2 separate regions of the Mus musculus genome follow, and region 2 is linked to region 1. A link is a contact called in public HiChIP or PLAC-seq data. All regions are on one chromosome and are shown on one strand. The core of a region is the stretch at or near the end of the contact, and the rest is flanking DNA. Distances in the headings are between cores, read along the strand shown.

The links. HiChIP or PLAC-seq counts read pairs in DNA pulled down with a chosen protein or histone mark.
Region 2: a contact with region 1 is called in an H3K4me3 HiChIP or PLAC-seq map of bone marrow-derived macrophages, with 4 times the contacts expected there. The contact joins two enhancer-like sites. A contact is called at or near these places in 3 of 484 Hi-C or Micro-C datasets (nephron progenitors and uterus), 3 of 115 datasets of contacts at active chromatin or transcription factors (bone marrow-derived macrophages, double positive thymocytes and pancreatic cancer cells) and 1 of 9 other capture datasets (embryonic stem cells).

Annotation. Positions count from the first base shown.
Region 1 is chr13:111,973,755-111,980,291 of GRCm38.p6, reverse strand. No RefSeq gene overlaps it. Among named protein-coding and RNA genes, the nearest start is that of Gm15322, 18 kb to the left of the region's middle. Within about 2 kb of position 2,376, at least 92 of the 459 cell types and tissues checked have an H3K27ac peak or open chromatin away from gene starts, as enhancers often do. A contact at or near this core is called in bone marrow-derived macrophages, where this site is marked.
Region 2 is chr13:112,109,172-112,115,782 of GRCm38.p6, reverse strand. No RefSeq gene overlaps it. Among named protein-coding and RNA genes, the nearest start is that of Gm41062, 12 kb to the right of the region's middle. Within about 2 kb of position 3,137, at least 3 of the 459 cell types and tissues checked have an H3K27ac peak or open chromatin away from gene starts, as enhancers often do. A contact at or near this core is called in bone marrow-derived macrophages, where this site is marked.

The DNA.
Region 1 (6,537 bases), core at 1,127-3,626:
GAGCGAAGGCAGAGGCTGAGGTCACAGCTCCTGGAACACAACAACCTGTAGATGTTTGAAGAAAGCGAATTATTGCTACGGCCGGTCTTGATGGAGACTAAACTAACTGCACTTATCTGTAATGAGTTTTTACAAAATAATGCTACCAACGCAGTTCACACATGCTGGAAACCGGGCTAAGCTGGCTTTCAGACATAAGGCCATCAGTGCATTCAGAGAAACAATCGCTGCAATTATAACTAATTAACTGGCCTAAACAGTTGGGAGCCGGTTGGAGAGGTCTGAGCTGAAATGTAAATGAGGAGGGAGGGGCCTGCTGCAAAGAGATGGTGTGGCATATTTGTTTTGTTTTGACTTCTTTCCAGACATATTTCAGTTTGCATAAGTATTTGAAGGTCGGATCAGACAGGATTTACAGCACAATGGTATCAGGAATGTCTTTATGAAAACTCTGATATGGTCTAAATTAGGTTTCAAGAAGGGGCGGGGCAGCCGTGGGAGCTCAAGTCTATATCAGTGTCTACTCTGCACCCTAATGGGCACCTCGAACCACTTCATCCGTCACAGGCCAACAAGTGAGCCCTTTAGGGAGTGGATCTCAGCTATCGATTCCTGCAGCATCAGAGGCAGCCCCGAGGGAGCTCCCCAGCCCGCGGATTTCGGATTTCAGCAGTACTCTTGTGACCTTTGGTTGACCTTGGGCTCTGCGAGTGGAGGGTTAAAGTTGTCTTTTGGCATTGGAGCCTGGCTTTTTCCTTCTCCAAATGCTTTCAGAGAAATCCGAGGGAACCCCACCCCTCTGCAGTGGGCAAGCTGCTTCCTGTAGAAGTAGAGAGGATCCTGCTTGCTCCGGTGAAAAGGGCTCTTCAGCACAGAAATGCCTTCTCTTTCTCGAGAAGTCTGCTTTCCCCTCAGCCTCTAATTACCACAAAGGCCTCTTTTGGCGTCTTCTCCATGAAGGCAGATAAAACAAAGCAATGTGTAAAAATCCAAAATCTGAGTGCTTTTAAGGTGAGAATGAAGCCAAGCCTGGCAGGCACCTGACAGACTAAACCGGAAGAGCCCGCTCCTCCATAAACTCAGTTTCCCCTCGGAGGTGATGGCTGAAGGGCAGGTAAGTCAGATGGGCCTGAAACTGCAGCAGCTGGCTCTCTTTAATAATGCCCGTCTCAGTGCTCGGCATGGCTATTTTGCGGCGTGCTGTGGAGTGAACAGGAAAGCTTCCAAGAGAGGTTTAATTGTTTACATTCAATGAAAGGAAAAGTCGGACTAGAAGTGCTCAGATATAATCTCGCTCTGATTAAAATGGTTCTATTGTGTTATGACCCATAACCCTGTTAGAAAGGTGAATCCAGGACTTTGCCCAGCCATGGGCACCCCTTTTATACAAGGGAGCTATACATGCAGGCATGGACGGACAGACACGCCTGGTGGCTCGCAGCCATCCTGGCTGCAAGAAGGGTTTATTTTCCTTTAGGAGTCCACAGCTGATCAGTGTTCTGCTGCCTGGGCTGTTTCATAACTTTCCGTGTAATTAAGCAGTTGGCATGACCTTCCATAGCAAGATAATAACAGGAGTTAGCCAAGGCAGGGCTTGTGCACAAGAACCCTTTGGGCTGCTCAAGCATTCAAATAGATGCAAAGCCAGCTTCCTAATCCAAAACCCAGTGGCACCTGGCTCCCTAGCATGTGAGCACACATACACACGATCATGCACACACACACGGCAAGCAATCATGGCACTATTTCCCATAACTCAGTAACCGCAGGGTCCAATTCAAAGATGGAGGGAAAGTACCCTGTGCACCATGTCTTACGGCTGAGCCTGGAGGTGTGCGTCAAGGTCACTCATTTTGAAACGGCAAATCTCTACAGATCGCCAGAAACAAGCTGGTTTTGAAAGAAATACGTCTGACTTTAAAAGAAAGCACATTAGCCACTGAGCACCAAATGGGTTTTAGTAAATGTATTTAAAAAAAAAAAAAAAGTCGGGCCTTCTTGGAAGGTGAAATCTGAATTGTGTTTCCTGCACAGCACAGAAAGCAAGCAGTGGGTGGGAGAGAGGGTAGCCTACAAAGATGGCCGCTGCCACCCATGCTGTTCCTTTCTGGGCTGCATATGCTGTCTCTGCATTGAGGAAGGAGCATTTGAGTCTCTCCTTGGATCTGAACCGTACGCTTAACTGGACAACGACGATGACAGGAGTGTGTCTGTGACTTCTGAGCCGCCTTCTTAGCTGCACACGGTCCGGCGGGTCCCTTTGAAACTCTGCCTGGCGGAGTGCTTCTGCCGGGACCTTGTCTCTCTGCTGGGTGAGACTCGAAGTTCAGTAAAACCACAGCAGCTTGCAGTGAGCAGCCGGAAGCAGCTGCAGGCGGGCGGGCGGTGACGGAAGCCTTCCCAGCGAGTGCGCACCCTCATTAATAACAGCCTGCAACTGCGTACGGATGCTGAGCAAGAGCTACCCATCCAAACCCAGACAACGCTGCAAACAAGACTGTGGAGATGAGGAGCATGTGTGGGGCTAACAAGCACAGTCTTTGGTCATCTTTTTGTCATAGATTTATAAGAGCCACCTGTCAATGAGGGACAGTAACTCTTTACTGGATGTTTTAAATATATTTTGTTCATTTTAAGAATTTACACATATAGAATACACACATACATACACACATATATATACACATATATATATACATATACACACACATATATAATATACATGTATATACATATACACAAATGTATGTATGTGTGATAATCTATATGCATATGTATACACCTATATAGCTATATAGATATATATACCTATAAATCTATGTATCTATATACCTATGAATCTATATATCTATATACCTATGAATTTATGTACCTATATGTCCATATCTATAGCTTTATCATCTATATCTATATCTATATCTATATCACTAAGCTTGATTTGCACATGCTACCTATATTCTCTTGTTACAGGGTCACCCACCAGAGCACAGCGACCACACTTTTAAAGAAAACTGACTCTTCATTTCTCAGAAACCATAACTTGATAGTTCCTCAGTTAGAGGCAGGGAATCATAAGCCCCGCCCTCTCTCCAAGCTAGAATGCTGACTGGCTTGATCTTGCACAGGTCTTGTACAGTTTGCTGGACATTTTCACACATTTTTCCTCTTGTTGCCACTTTGCCTCTCCTCTGCCATTCAGTTTTTTTGTTTGTTGTGGTGTAGTCAGTAGTTTCCATTATTTGATTCTATGGTTTCTCTTTTACAATATTTATTTCAAAGACCTACTTCATGCCAAGTCTATACCCATTTATTTGACCATAAGTGTTTGAACTTTACAAATACTCATTATTGGGCACCTCTTTTGTGTCAGGTACTCTCTTGCTAGATAAATAGTGGATACGATAGACTAGGACCAAGCTTTCAATGAGCTATAAAGCATGGTCGTAGAGACATCATTCTCATTAATGAAAAATCTGTATGAAATCCTAATAGCCACCAACAGCTGGACCACATACAATGCTGCAAACAGTGAAAACGAGTGAGTGTTCTGTATTTTATCTATCAATCAAGCTACCTACCACCAGTGGGGAATGAATTTGAACCCAGACCTCCTATTAGGAATGAATGATGGGAAAAGGTATTACACTGCTGTGGAAGGAAGCCCACAGTGGAGTGATCATGGGCTGCTGCAGAAGTCAAGCACCCTGAAGGAGCTGTTGTTTAAGTACTGGCAGTTGTATAATTATAATTTTGCTTTATGTTGAAATCATTGACCTATCAGGAGTTAAAATGAGCTCAACAGCAGTGTTCCTAGTTGTAAAGACAACATGAGTGCGAGCTGCTGATACTTCGTGTCAAGATGTCTATGTGCCTGTGTGTCTGTCTCGAGGCCCTGGAATCTGTTTTAAAATTCTCTCTGTGCTCCCTACAATTATTTCAGCTTTATATTTGAGCCAGGATGAATGCTGTGCTTTAACAAATACTCTTACCAAATCGTTTCTCTTGATGTACGCTGGGCTTCTCCAACCAATTCCCTGAGCCCACATTTGAACTAAGATTCACTTGTTCCAGCTAATCTCACCCTTCGTTTTCTAGTAATGCATGCTTATTTTGTCAATATCTGTAGTAAAATATTATTGTAGCCATATTTATTATACTTTTTAGTCTAACTTTTAAAAATGTTTATTATTTTTAAATCATGCATACTAAGCATGCCCTATCTCAAGAATTGCAGAACGACATCCCTGCATCCCTCCACTGCTCTGACTCCTGCAGAGGGCCTTACATGAGCCTTTTTGATCTGTCACTTTCATGCCTGCAGAAGACATCCACTAAGCATTCTCTTGTTTTTAAAAGCACAATGTTAAGTGGTCCTTATTCTCCAGACATGCCATTTCCTTTGTCTTGTCTCTAACATCTTTTTCAAGTTTGAGTCATTCAGTATGTTTTTTTCTCTGTGCTTCCAATCTATGGTCATATCAGTTTGAATGCACCTTGGGTCTTTGGCTCGGTAATTTCCTTTTCTGGTTCTAGATCATTCACCATTCATGTGTGTGCACATAGAGATGTTCAGATGTGTGTGGATAGATAGATAGCTGGAGTGAGAGACGAAATACAGAACCCTCACTCATGGTCACTGTTTGCAGTAGTGTGTGTGCACACAGTAGTGTGTGTGCACACAGTAGTGTGTGTGCCCTTGACCTTTTCGGATCCAGCTGTTGATAGCTATTAGGATTACATATAGATTTTCACTCACGAGAGTAATGTTTCTATGAACATGTTTTTTGAATGATTTTTTAATAGAACTTTCTCTGGGATACATAGGAGAAAAATTTCTAGGCCATATTGTATGCATACATTCAGTCTTACTAGTTGATGCCAGATTGTTTTGCACAGTGATCGAACCATTCCTCAAGGCAATTTTTGACCTTCCACTGCTCCATATTACTCTCAATAATTGATATTTGCTACCTTTTAATTTTTTATTCGTCTGATCTATATATAGATGTCATTGTAGGTTTTTTGTTTTAAGTTTATCCAGACTAGATTTCAATTATTCTCATGGGTCTTGTATCTGTTTCCTCTTCTGGAAAATGACTGTTCACAACAGTGGGCCAGTTGTATTTGTGGATTGAAATTTATGAAGATGAGAGAAGAAATTAAGTAATGGCAAACTGTTCTACTATTGAGCATACCCTGTCCCTCTCTCTCTCTCTCTCTCTCTTTCTCTCTCTCTCTCTCTCCCTCCTCTCTCTCTCTCTCTCTCTCTCTCTCTCTCTCTCTCTCTCTCTCTCTCTCTCTCCATTGCATCCTTTCTTTTCTTATGATCTTTGTTAACTTCACCAAGAGTTGTCCTGACGTAAGTTTTTATTTACTAAGTGTTCTCAGGCCATAGCTTCTGTAATGCATTAAGGGTATGCATAGTATCTTTCTTTCTTAAATGAAATAAGATGCTGTACTCTAGCAAAGAAAGGAGTTGACAAAGGAAAGTCTATGCAAGCATGCACAGAAGAGCAGCCAAAGTGCATTCTTAGGATCGGAATTAAACAGGAGGAAATTTCAGAACCTACGGGCCCTGTCTGTATGTCAGTGGTCCGATAATCCTCCCACTACAGCCAATACCATAGCTTCTGCTCTGGGAATGAATCCCAGCAGTTCTATGTGCAGCCACCATGTCCGCTTTACAAGTAGTGAATCTAAGATTCAGTGGGTGTTGGGTAGAGCTGTATAAAAGTGTCAGGTGACCGGAGAGTCTGACAGACAGACAGACCAGAGCCCTTCTGCATCTGTGTATTTTTAAAAGCCTACATGGAGAGGTCAGTACAAGGCCACGCCTGCCCCTTGAGAGTGGGGGATGAACTAGTGCAGAGTTGTCATTTTCCAGGGAAAAGTGTGTGGGCAGCCTCCTTTCTGTCTGGACAAATGAGAGCTGCCAGGGGAGTCATTAATTAGTATGTGGTGATGGCTCCGTTCAGTTGCCTCAGGACTCAGATCAGGGCAACACAAGAATTTTGAAAAGTTGCTTCTCCAACTATCATACCTAAAAGAAAAAAATGAACAAAATTAAATTACTTGACTTGGAAGCAAGAGTGCTGAGGACTAAATTGGTTTATTGTCAGACAACTGGGAGAACAACATGTCTGCATGCTGCACAGAAGAGCCAATCAGATTATTTCAGCAGGAGTTGTTTATACAAAGAAAAAAAAACCTTCCCAATTATAAGGGCCGGTAAAAAAAAAAAACAACAGATAAATTACAAAATAATAATGATAGCATCAGTAAGAATAGGTTCACATTGTCAGGCCTTTTAGGTGTCATTTCTATTTAAAGACCCTACAGATATTGTCTCGCTTAATGTCATAATAATGCTTTGTGGTCAAATCATTGATTTGATATAACTTCAATTTTAGATTGACTTACCTCAACAGAGAAATGAAAGCTGGCTAGTAGTTATTTTTCATCCATTTTTCTCATTTCCTATCTTTGCAAGAAAATTGTAAATCAATTGACCTGAAGATGGAGAAATGTTCCTGTGTG
Region 2 (6,611 bases), core at 1,888-4,387, 130 kb before region 1:
AGGACCATCCAGAGAGCACACTAACGTCTTCATGGTCAAAGAAGAGTTCAGCAAGGGTCACAGTGTCTTAGCTCAGACTTACCGGAAACAGATACTAAATATACATCATGTAGGGATGGGGGTCCCAGAATATCAGGAAAGTCAGAGAAACGAACCTGGAAAATGAGGATTCCTAAGGGGTGATATTTGAACATGTGTCTGAGTGTCCCACCCAAGAGACAAGACAGGTAAGGAAGGCATTTGTATGTCAAATCTTGCTCTAGTTGCGGGTTGTCTTGTTGTCTATTAACTTGTGACCAGCCCTGCATGCAAGGTGTTCGTTCCTCTAGGAGGGCCAGACCAGCACAAAAGCAGATTTCTTCCCATAGAAAGCCATCGGGAATCTACAGAACTGTGGGATAGTAAGGGATGTGGCTGGGCCTAGCCTCTTTTATTGTGTCCCAATGTTGGTCTAGTCACTGTTTGAGTACTTCATCTGTAACTTTTTAAGGATGACCGGGTAGCTGTAGAAGAACTTCATTTCTCATTTAACTGAAGAGTATTGGTTGGAACCAGGCACCGTGGGCTCAACAGTAGAAAGTACTGACAAACACTCTTACTGAAGACACTGTTCTTTAGACTCTGATCTCAGTGGTGTAATCCACATGTGAATGAACACACTGGATCACACTGGAGTGCCTGTTAGAGCTCCTGACACCAAACCCAGCCGAGGGTGTAAGTGCACAGCCAATGCTGCTGCTGTCTGAGACTGCAGCCTGGCGGTGCTGAGTCAGTATCTCTGGACCCCAGCCTACCTTGGCCATGGCAAGCTTCCTCCTCCCTGGCTTTGACAAAAAGAGGGCTCAACCTCCTCTAGCATTTGTTCTCTGTGTGAAGGGAGCTCCTACAAGAAGCAACAGGACTGAACCCTCCCTGGCCCCTCAGCATGTCCCTGCTTGATTTGCAGTCTGCCTCATCCGACCAGTCGTGAGGTCTCAGTGCCCAGAGCGATCAGCAAAGCGTCCCACTCCCTGTTTGTGCTGGCTTGTGTCCCCGAGACTCACTGGAGGTGTCGGCTAAAGCTGTTTACTGGCTCCATCTGAAAACACCTCGAGGTGTTCTTAAAACTCTCTTTCCAGCTGCAATAGGGACAGGCATGGCAATGAGGCAAGAAACCAGAGGACATAACTAAACAAAATGGCCACAGGGCAGTTTAGAGGAACTTTTGAATAAGTAGCCTGTTAGTTAAGCCCAATATTGTTTTTGCATTAATGCATGCACACAGGATTCATAAATAAATAAATAAATAAATAAATAAATAAATAAATCTTCCTGTCATTTGTAGATCTCCCTCCCCTGCACAGAAGTTAGGCTAAGTCCAGCCTGAAGGAGCAAAGCAAGACAGAGTAGGATTAAATATCACTTTAATATGCTTGAAAAATAATAGCACAAAAATAGCTAATGCCACCATACAGCTTCCTTGCTGACTCTGTGTGTGTGTGTGTGTGTGTGTGTGTGTGTGTGTGTGTGTGTGTCTGGACCATATGATGCTAAGATGTTGGTAGAACTACATTACATAAAGAAAAGGCCTCAGTCAGCTCCTATAGACTCAGCAGCTTCCAAAGGGAAATGAAAACTATTGAGGCCACATGTCCACACTTAAAGATACACCCTCAAAGAAGAGCTCACAGGATCCGCAGCCTGTTCCTGTCTTCACCTCTCCACACTTCCCCTGGGTTAGAATTCTTGCTTTGTTCTGATGCACCACAGCTCTGTTCTAGAAGGAAACTCCTAAGGCTTCCAAGCTCTTGATCCCCGACACTTGTCTCCCAGAGTCATGCGTCCAGCCCCCTGCCTTACCCAGGCCTGACCCACAGGACCTGGCCGCCTGCATTGGCTCAGATACATATGGGGATTCGTCAGAAGGGAAAGTGAAGGAGTCAGGAGAGGAGTGGGTGAGCAGTTGTACAAATGGGGAGCTCAAAGAACAGGGACAGAAAATCCCAGCTCTGCCTCCCTTCCCTTCCCTTCTGTAGCCCAAGAATAACATCCAGGTATCGGCATCACTGCCTCCCACGGGCAACATGATCTCCTTTGTCTTGTATTGAACTTTTGAACAGGACAAAACCCAAATTCTGTTTTCTCCCTTCACTTGAGTCAGATGGATTTAAGAGTTGCTTCTAAAAGTCACCAGAAGGTTAGCCTGTGAACCAAGACCAAAGACTCTCACTGGGTTCTCCTCTCTGGGGTGTCTCTACAGCAGAGGAACTTTGACAGACCTAAGACAGAAACACTCCTTAGAGATGAAACAGGCACAGAGTCCCTTGTCAGAGTGATGTACAGAAAGACAGAACTGACCAGGCAGGAAGTCCTCCTACCTGGAGAGTTTGCGTCCTAGTTGGGCAAGGAAAAAGGCAGCTGTATGCCCAGTCATTGATATCCATTTATGGCATGAGTGGTGTCTATTCTCTTATATTTTGGGTTGCAAGCCTAGCCTTTAACGGCTGAGCCATTTCTCCAACCCAGTGGTGTCTATTCTCAACCTTCACTCCAATAGCATTTCTGTGTGTGTGTGTATGTGTGTGTGTGTGTGTGTGTGTGTGTGTGTGTGTACATGCATGCATGCATATGTGCAAGGGTTTCCTATGTATATGAGCTGGGTCAAAATCAGGTGTCCTCAAGTCACCTGGCCAGGTTCTTTTTAGACCCAGCATGTCTCACTGACCTGGAGCTCATCGGCTGGGCAGCGAGCCCCAAGGATCTTTCTGTTCCTGCTTTCTCGGGCTCAGAATTACAGTTGCCACCATGACCAGATTTTTAGGTGAGTGCTGGGATCTGAACTTAAGTCCTCTGTACTGCAAGTACATTGCCAAGACCGCCCCACCCACTTGTATTTACTTAAAGTAACTGTTTTAAGAAACAATTTATACCCATGGGTGTTCTACCTGCATTAATGTCTGTATACCACATGTGTGCCTGATGCCCTTGGAAGACAGAAGAGGACATCGGATCCTCAGGAACTGGTAGTTATGGATGGTTGTGAGCTGCCATGTAGGTTCTAGGAACCAAACCAGGTCCTTTGAAAGAGCAGCCAGTGCTCTTAGCCACTAAGCCATCTCTCCAGTTCCCCAGTAACACTTCCTAAAATAGCATTTAGTTGTTGAGTCAGTAGTTATTACAAACCCCTCCAAAAGGACTTCAGAGCATAAAGTAGTATGCCCAGTGTATGTCTTTAAAATGCAATGCATGGGAATAATAGAGCCTTGAAAAGACATAGGAAAAAGAGAAGGAAGAGGATGAAAGGGGGAGGAGGAGGGAGAGGAGGAGGGGGAGGAGGAGGAGAAGGAGAGGAAGAAGAAGAAGAGGAGGAGGAGGAGAGGAAGAGGAGGAGGGGGGAGGAGGGGAAGGAGGAGAGTTAGAAGAGGAAGAGGAGGAGGAGGAGGAGGAGGAGGAGGAGGAGGAAGAAGAAGAAGAAGAAGAAGAAGAAGAAGAAGAAGAAGAAGAAGAAGAAGAAGAAGAAGAAAACAAATACGTTGTTCATTAACATTGGTTGTGCCTACTTTTTGATGAATTCAAATACATTTCCACTAAACTTCTTGGGAATGAAATCATGCAAGACGTTCAATGTAGCACACACTTAAACCATCTGTATCATTTCCCCAATGCTATTTAACTGAGGGATTCCTGGGAGGGATGTTGACAAGAATGGCATGTTTGGAAGATCTAAAATGAATGGTAAATGTTGTGTTAAAATATATCTATTCAAATCTGAACTCAGTTAAATGGCCCCAGAAAGGGGGAGAGTGACGAAAGCACTAGGATGTCCTGGGTGGTCATCATATCCCAGGCACTGTCCCAAGTGCTTGACAGGTAGCTTTCTAAAGCATAGTTACAATCCCATGTTCCAGATGCTCTTATTAGTCCCACTTCATAAATGGCAGGTAGGCACCCAGTCTGGTGTGGAAACCTGTGTATGGGAAGTGGGTGCTGTAGGTAGCAAAATTGGGAATTGAGAAGAAAGACTGAATCCAAATCATTTGCTTTGAACCTGTATGCCGTGAGGCTTCTCAGTGCCTAAGATACAAGTGCTGTTCTTGAACCATGTTTTTAAAATGTATTCATCCATTAATATATATTTAGTAATAGCATGCCTGTCAAAACTGCACCCTAGGTGTTGAGCATGCAGTTGAAAAATAGACGAGATTCCCGCTCCTGATGTTTACATTCCAGTCTGGATGGAATACAAATATAATAGAATCCTAGAAATAAATAGAATTAATATAAGCTTCAGCAAATGCTAACATAGAAATGGAGATCTTGTGACATTAAATAAAGGAGGAAGTTGCTTTGAGCCTAAATTCTCATGGGAGGCTGGCAATGGATTGCACGCAGGTAGTTTATTTTGTAAGCTGATCCAAAAGACAACAGTCAGGAAGAGGCAAGCAAATAAAGAAGAAATGCTAACAGTAAGAATCGTTTAAGACTTATTGTGCCACTTAAGGACAATGCTGTGGGTCCTAGGGATATTTCTGCTTGGACACCAAGAAGCCATGTAGAATTCACCTCCAAAATGCCCCCTGGAAATGTATGATATAGATCCTTTAGCTCCCACTGGCCCGTGGGTTAATTTCCCATTCCCAGGCTTACAGGCACAGCTCCTCTGTGTCATCAGAGAAAGCCTGAAGCAGGAATTGAGCACATGAGGCCAGGTGCTCTCACGGGACACCAGGACAAGGCTGCTGTTACTGCAATGGCTGGAGGAACGGGGTGGGCTCAGAGAGTAGAGAGGACAGAAAAGGTGATGAATTTGGGGGTCTGCTGCAGGTAGGTGCATCAAAGAAGGCTTCTCTGGGGAGCTGGTATCCAGACTGAGCTATAGGGAAGGGGGAAGGGGGAAGGGGGAAGGGAAGGGGGAAGGGGGAAGGGAAGGGGGAAGGGGGAAGGGAAGGGGGAAGGGGGAAGGGGGAAGGGAAGGGGGAAGGGGGAAGGGAAGGGGGAAGGGAAGGGAGAAGGGAAGGGGGAAGGGAAGGGGGAAGGGAAGGGAGAAGGGAAGGGAGAAGGGAAGGGGGAAGGGAAGGGGGAAGGGAAGGGAAGGGAAGGGAAGGGAAGGGAAGGGAAGGGAAAAGGGGGAAGGGAAGGGAAGGGAAGGGAAGGAAGGGAAGGGAAAAGGGAAAAGGGAAGGGAAGGGAAAAGGGAAGGGAAGGGAAGGGAAGGGAAGGGAAGGGAAGGGAAGGGAAGGGAAGGGAAGGGAAGGGAAGGGAAGGGAAGGGATGGGAAAAGGGTGTGACCTAAGCAGAAGAATGCCTTGAAAGGTGCTAAGAAAGAATGAGACTCTCCAGAATTGAGAAGGGAAGAAATGGTGAGGAGGAAAAGTGTGACCAGTGTCCCATGTTAGCTCAGGAGGGGCAGTGGCTAGAGTGTGCAGAACCATGGACAACAGGATGTTACATTTTCATATGAACTTATCGATGAGTCATAAAACACCTGTACTCCAGACTTTGGCCAGGAGTCATGAAAGCCACGGAGATGGAAGACTCATCAGTATGAATCTGGGAGGTTTTCCTACACAGGAAAGTATAAAGGAGCATCAGCATCATTGGTCAGTCTTCCTGGGGCAGGAGCAGGGCTTCCCTCCAAGTGAAGGCAAGGCATATCATTAATTCAGGGTTGTTGAGCTCAGGCCTCTCGCCTGCAGTGTAGAGTCAACAGATGAGAGTCCAGACTGTATCACAGGTCTGGATCCCAGCATTGGGAAGAAATCTGGATCAGGGTAGCATAGACACTATTTGAGGACTGGCTGTGTTAACATTAACCATTGCTTGACAGTAATAATAACTTTTAAATCTTGAGACTTGTAGAATAAGAACTTTAAATGGACCAGGCAGGAGTGGAATATGCCTTTAATCCCAGTACTTGGAGGCAGAGACAGGAGGATCTCTGTGAGTCAGGTCTACAGGTTCCAAGACAGACAAAGTCACCCTGAGAAACAATGTTTCAAAAAACAAAACAAACTAACCAACCAAACAAAACCAATAAAACCTAAAAAGAAAGAAAAGGAAAAAAAAGAAAGAAAAGAAAAATGGAGCACTGAGTGTCTCCCCTTAAGTTTCTTTTCATCTTTCCCTAGAAAGCCTTTCACCTTGATTTCACCTACATCAGTTGTACTGGACCCAAAGGAGGCTTTAGCATCCTCTACAAAGCAACAAAGCTCCGCACCCTTAAGATTTTTGTTGACTTAGATTGCCTGTGTTTATGTAAATGTATTTCCTCCACGGTTCTAAGCAACGTGAAGCACTTGCACTTGGGAGTCATGCAACATCCACTTGCTTGCCTACCAGACCCTCTAGCTCCCAGGGCCATCAGTACATCCTGTCTCTCTAGTACCTTCCATGGTTGTCTCAGTCAGAGCAGCTAAGTGCTTAACAAGACCAAACTACCAGTGAGGTAAGGCATCAGATGCTGATTTCTTATTTTTGTCACATCACCATACAGGCTCAGAAGGACTTGGTACTATACAGTCATTTGAGCATCAAGGCTGGACCCATCTTCCTGCTCCATCTTCTTTTAAGTCTTTAGAATCCACTCTATTTAGCAAAAGAGAAAAAAAAAAGCATGTGGGAAAGGTCTCAAAA